Linked DNA regions of Zea mays: region 2 is linked to region 1. Evidence: chromatin contacts called from public Hi-C data. All regions are on one chromosome and are shown on one strand. Each heading gives the region's core, a stretch centred on a gene start, on an enhancer-like site or on the middle of the called end of the contact. The rest is flanking DNA. Distances are from core to core; before and after follow the strand shown. Region 1 holds the start of LOC100284183 (indole-3-acetate beta-glucosyltransferase). Region 2 holds the start of LOC100273569.

Region 1 (3,218 bases), core at 429-2,928:
GAGAGGTGAAACCGTACAAGCAATGAACGAGGCATTAAAACGGTGCATCCGGCCATGATCAATCAGTTGGCAGCGGTAACGTGAGCGGAGTGTCCAAAACAGGATAGAAAGTTGGAGATGGCGACGTCCGAGCTACCGCCCTCGCCCATGGCCTTCCTGGCCTTGCTGCTCCAGTGCGAAGCCCTGGCCCTAAACTCCTCGCCCATCTCCCCCTCCATGACGTCCCGCACGCACCGCTCCACCTCCTCGCTCCTCACCACGCCCCGGCCGTCCGGGCGCACCCGCACGCCGACGCGCCACACGTCCTGTATGTACTTGGCGTTGGTCGTCTGGTCCGACCAGTCGGGCATCGCCACCATGGGCACGCCGGCGCTGAGCGCCTCCACCGTCGAGTTCCAGCCGCAGTGCGTGAAGAAGCAGCCGACGGCGGGGTGCGCCAGGACCTCCAGCTGCGGGCACCACGACACCAGGAGCCCCCTGGTGGCCTGGGCCCTGTCGGCGAAGCCTTTGGGTACCTTGGCGGCCTCCGTGGCCCGGACGACCCACAGGAAGGGCTTGCCGCTGCCGTAGAGGCCCTCGGCTATCTCGCCCATCTGCTCCGGGCTCAGCGACGCCATGCTGCCGAAGGACACGTACAGGACGGACCCCGCCTGCTGGGCGTCCAGCCACGCCTTGCTTTCTGCCGCCATTGGGGCGTGCAGGTGGATGCCGTAGGACACGTCGTCCGGGAGGCGGTTGTCGAGGAACGCCGACGGGACGGTCGGCCCCACCATCTTGGCTCTCCACGTAGACGCCAGGTAGTCCGCTTCCTGTTTGCGTGGATCATGCATGCACGACTCAACGATGACGCGCATTCATTTGCATCTTACAGCTAGCGATGCATGCATTTGCGATTGTGATTGCACTGGGTCAGTAGTTCACTCACCTGCGGCTCCAGGTCGTAGAACGAGTTGACGAGCACGTGGTCGGCGGTGTCCAGCCCCAGGAACTGGTTCATCAGCAGCTCCCGGAAGCACGGTGGAAACCTGGTGTCGCCCAAGAACGTCGGCATGTCGTCCACCTCGAGCTGGGTCGACAGCCCAGCCAGAGCCAGGCCCCGCGCCTCCTCGGGGCGCAGCGGCAGGGGCGGCACCGGCACCCGCCCGGCCCACGCGTGCGCGTACACGATGTCCACGGCGCACGTCTGCGTGAGGAACGCCGCGCAGGCGGCGCCGCGCCGCCGCGCCACGCGCTGCGCCCAGGGTGCGAACGCGTCGTACACCACCACGTGCACCGGCCGCCCCAGCGCCGACTCCGACCGGAGGAGCTCGTCCAGCGTCTCGGACCCGGCCGACTCGAGGCGTTCGAAGTAGCGGGCGCCCATCCCTCCCACCTCGGCGGGGCCGCCCTCGTCGCAGCCGTCGGAGATCACGGCGACGTGGACCGAGCTCGGGGTCGGCTTCGTCGAGCTGACGACGAAGCGGGTCGCCGCGAGCGTGCACCGGACGCCAGCGCGGCCGGCGAGCCGCTTGCCGAACTGGAGCAGCGGGTTGATGTGGCCCTGCGTGGGGAATGGGAGCAGGAGGACGTGGACGCTTTGGTCGGACGGCCTCGCCATGGTTGTAGTTCAACGAATAACGAATGTGTGTGATAATTCTATCGACAGCTGTCACAGATCATACAGACTTGCTGCAATGGCGATGTTCTTCTTGGGAAGTACGAGAGTGCAGGTCTCTCTCTTTATATAGAGGGTGAGACCGTCCTCATGCTTCAGCGTCTCAACGACATAATCCTCGTCAGATGCTGAAGCAAAGCCCAAGTGGCCAACTATTTCTATTAAATTCGGTCCAAAAAAAATGAGCTCCGGCTGGGATCTAGAGTTGTAGACATCTAGTAGCGGAACACTAAAGCCCTAGATCAACTTGGGATAAAAAAACACTAAAAATATAGTTTAACAGTTATATAACAATGTAAGATAGATAACATACATAAAAAAATATCATTGTAAAGCAATATCTTTATTTATTTACATCAATCATTTTAAAATCTAGAGATAGAGCCTAATAAAAAATAATAAAGACATATTTTGAAACATGTAACCATGATAATGTAAATCGAGTTTTAGAATAAACACTATATAAATATTGTTAGAACGAGATAGATTAATTATATAGCTTTTCAATATTTTCAAGGAGATTTTTTTTTAAAAAAAAAGGCTATATCCGGATCATGGCCCGGGTGGTCATGGGCCAATATCTGGCCCTGTCGGTATCTGCACAACAAGTTGAAAAAACTACGGCACCACACCCACGAGAGACACTTCTCCTTGTTTTTGTCGATTTCTCTACACCTGCGGTGCCCGATTGTCACTTGGCTTGATCGTTTTCTTCGTCTCGCACGTCATCGATGACTTAAGCTTCCCGTCGAGTGCATGAATTTGCTGTCAGCAATGACATACATTTTATTACGTGAGCATCTGCGGAATGCAGTATATGTTTTATTCAAGAATCCATACACTTAAATCGTGCCAATTAAGGCCCTATTTGGAGTCGATCAAGTTTTTTCTGAAAATCCGCTCTTTGGAGAATCCGTTGTCTAAGTAATCTGAGGTGTTTAGCAATCCTGATTATTTTCACTGAATTGGCGGCTATAGAACGCGCATCTCTCCCGCAATCTAGACGTAAGTCTCAGGGTCCGTTTGGTTTCTCTAGTCTAGGAACTAAAATTTACTTAGTTTAGTCCATATTCTATTTGGTTCTAGGGACTAAAAGTTTTCAAAACACATTAAATAAATCATAAGAGGACTAAAATACTGTTTAACAATCTCTCACCATTAGTGCAACTGAAATAAACGATGGGCAAAAAGTGAAATTTATATGGATTATCCTTTTAGTCACCTCTTGAGATACTAGAATAGTTTAGTCCCTGTTTTAGTCCAACCGTTTGACAATTTAGGGACGAAATGAGGCTAAAATGGAAGAACTAGTATGTCTCCAGCAAGGGACTGTAAACGGCCCGTTACACTAAATATAGTGTTTCCAATCCTCCGGAAACCATCCAACAACGTCCGCTACCCTCTCCTCTAAAATATAGCGCCCGTCCTTCGTCCGCTACATTTACCGATTTCTTGTGTGTCCTCTATCTATCGAATCCTCCAGCCCACTGTCGAAGAGAGGACGAGCGCCTTAACGCCGGTCGTTGGAGTTTTGGATTGGCACTCGTCGGGAACGTTGAACACA
Region 2 (3,218 bases), core at 391-2,890, 340 kb before region 1:
TATTGCCCTATCTCTAATGATGAATCCCCAACCCCTAAATTGATAGGGAATAAAATATCTCTCTAACTACCCATGAGCTCATACAAGAAGTAATTATCCCATCTCTAATGATGAATCCCCAACGCCCAAATTGCCAGAGAATAAAATCTCTCTAACAACTCATGAGCTCATACAAAAAGTAAGTAAGAAGTTTCATTCATAAAAAGTGTTCCCTTGAACCTACCTTATTTAACATGTATGCATTATCAAGTACTCTAGCCTTGAATATGAGCAAATAAAAAACAGCTATCCACGTGCCTGAACCTTGATTTGTGGCTTCTGTAGGGTTTCGACTCTAGTCTACCCTAACTTGCTTGAGACTATAAGACTTTGTTGTTGTTGTTACACTATCAAGTACCCCCTCCATTCAAATTATAAGATATTTGGTTTTTTCTAGATACGTAACATTTTTACGCACTTAGATATACACTATGCCTAGATACATATTAAAAACAATGTATCAACAAAAGTGAAAATGCCTTATAATTTGGAACACTTTGCAAAGGATCTGACTTCAGTGCAATAAAAAAGAACACCCCATCCAGTTAATAGTTTCGCCCTAAACACAACCAACTTGCTCTCTGGGTGTATGTCTCCTCAAAGGGAAGATTGAACATGGCGGCTAAGCAAATGACAGTGTCCAAAAATTCTCAGATTGATAAATAAGCTGGAAACGGAACTCCTTCAAAAGCTATATACAGTTAATAAAATAACTGAAATCATCCAGATAATGGGTTCAAAGTATTGAATCAATATGGTTACCTGAAACGCTTCTCTGCACCACAAGTGATCAATGCATATGGGTCAGATGTCCCATTTAAGTTCGCCGCCATCAAATTTTTTGCAGCCAACAATTCGAGCTGAACAGACACATCCAATCAAAGTCATAAACCATCCAGAACAACTGCCGGCAGCAAGACGTGGAAAAAAGAATAGAGGCCAAAATCTGATCACTGATCACCTTCACTACATAGGCAGAGGGGCCGCTCACACCCCCCTTGAACTGCCCCAATCCAATCCAAGCGCATCCATCAAACGGGAGATCAAGGCATCAGCATCCGTGATGACCAGCACCATATGACCCAAATTCTCCGAAACCCAAGACGTTACCTTGTCGGCGCCGTCCAGCCCCCGCACGAGGAGCTCGTCGGCGTCGCCCGCCGCTGCCGCCTGCGAGGAGCGCGGGTTGAGGAGCTCGTAGGCAACGTAAAGCGCCACGAGGATCATCGCGGCGGCGCACGTGACCTCGATCTCCCAGAAGGTCGGGAGAAGGAACCCAAGCGCCGCCACCGCCGGGGTTGACCCAGCGACCTGCGACGCCATGCCTGCTCCCGCGCCCCGCGCCCGCGCCCGCGCCCGCGAGAAGGGTGCGTGCCGCGTCCTAGGGACTCGGGAGCGGTATGGGCGCGCACGCGAGGGCCATGGAGGCGGGGGCGACCAGGGGAGGAAGGAATGGTGGCCTGGTGGGGTGGTGGTTATGCAGGGGGACGACGAGGCGGGGAAGGTGGGAGCGGTCGGGTCGCGGTCGCGGGATGGGTCATGGGTGGGCCACCCTGCAGAGGCCGGGACCAGTGGGGTCGGACGGGGAATTCGACGGTGCGGTTCGGTTCAGTTCTGCCGTCTGCGGAGGCCGGAGATAATGGACTTCGACGCCGGTCCGATGGGTCCACGACGACGCCTGCGCCGGTTGACCTGGGAATTGAACCCGGGCCGATGTTACTCTCCGTTTCCTTTGGGTCAGCACCCGAAGGTTTCAGTTCGGATAATTTTGTCTTTTATTAAAAAGAAACAATTTTGGTTGCACAAACATTTATTTCAACGCGATAACATAATTACATAACATTTGAGGTCGTTCAAAAGCTCTAAACTTTATATTTTAAAATTTGAGTACTTCATAAAAGATAATAAATAATTTGATAAAAAATGACAACTGCAAGTTATAAATCTTAATGAGCCATACATTTTTTATATTTTTTATGTAAAGTTCATCTTCGTTTGATCTCCCATGTAGTTATGAATCTGTTTGATTAACTATTACGGTAGAACAATTCTAACTTTGTTAGCTTTTCATCCCGATGCCTTTTAGAAACTACTCCCCCTTTTCGCACTTCTAGGAATTGCTCCCACTTTTCAAATTGTAAGGTGGTCTTGGTTTTTCTAGGTATACTAGGTGTATGCCCATGCATTGCTACGGAGTCAACATGTACTGGTAAGATGCAATGAGACGTAGAAGCACTATGATAAAATACATTGATATGTAAAACAATTATTGTTATTCTATACTTTTGTTAGTTACATACCTAAATAAAATATAGTACAATGACTGTCTGTTGCAATGACACACAAATTCGATAAAATGGTAATGTACAATAACTGCACAAAAAACGAATAGCATACATTATTATAGATATAAATTTTTCACATCCTAGTTTTATATCAGACTCCCATCTTATTATTATTTTGTTAGACGAGAAACAGACATGTTAAGAAAACTTGGTCCAAAACCTCTATAAAAGCCCCTCCAGCCATCTTTATCAAGCAACAGCCTGGTAGTTTTCATGACTGAAGATCTACCCTTACCATAGTTGTCCATAACCTGAAATCACATGAAAATAATAAAACACCCGGTGATGGAATTCTCACAATTACCATGCATGATAATAGTTCCTTCTATGGCCGTAGTTAGCTACTTAGTTGTACTAACTTTAAGTTCGGGTACATAGCCTATGTAACAAAGGTGATATGATAAACAACCAACCTCTGCAAAGATCAAGAAAGCATAGATGTAATGCTCCAAGATGGATCACCTTTTTTCAAAGACCGGATAAGGAAAAAAAACAAAGTATATTGGTGCAAAGAACATAATAAAGGTGCTCTAAGATACGCATAATCGCACAGTATGTTCTAGGATCAATGCACTTCAATAGTCATGTTAACGATGGGGGAAGTCATGGAATGAGAAACATACCTTTATCAACAGGTTCAATACAAGTGGACCAACAAATTGAGAAGCATCATTGCCAATCTACAATGTTGAGAGAGAGAGAGAAAGATGATGAGCTACTGAGAATATCACAAAGTGTTTATATAATGGGGAAAATATTAAAACTGTAATTAAAAGGCACATCATCTAAATAGAATGTTCCATACTTCTTCTAGCACCTCAAGTAGGTAGTATA

What was found. A called contact is a pair of places that touch in the nucleus more often than the background predicts.
Region 2: a contact with region 1 is called in a Hi-C map of endosperm, with 2.1 times the contacts expected there. The contact joins the promoter of LOC100273569 here to the promoter of LOC100284183 in region 1. A contact is called at or near these places in 5 of 25 Hi-C or Micro-C datasets (bundle sheath, ear, endosperm and 2 more).

What each region holds. Positions count from the first base shown.
Region 1 is chr7:146,011,688-146,014,905 of Zm-B73-REFERENCE-NAM-5.0, reverse strand. LOC100284183 (indole-3-acetate beta-glucosyltransferase) reads right to left here and starts at 1,678. Exons shown (of 2, transcript NM_001157079.2): 1 at 926-1,678; 2 at 1-809. The coding sequence starts at 1,597. The coding sequence ends at 63.
Region 2 is chr7:146,355,979-146,359,196 of Zm-B73-REFERENCE-NAM-5.0, reverse strand. LOC100273569 reads right to left here and starts at 1,640. Exons shown (of 18, transcript NM_001147987.1): 1 at 1,150-1,640; 2 at 1,001-1,042; 3 at 802-899. The coding sequence starts at 1,362.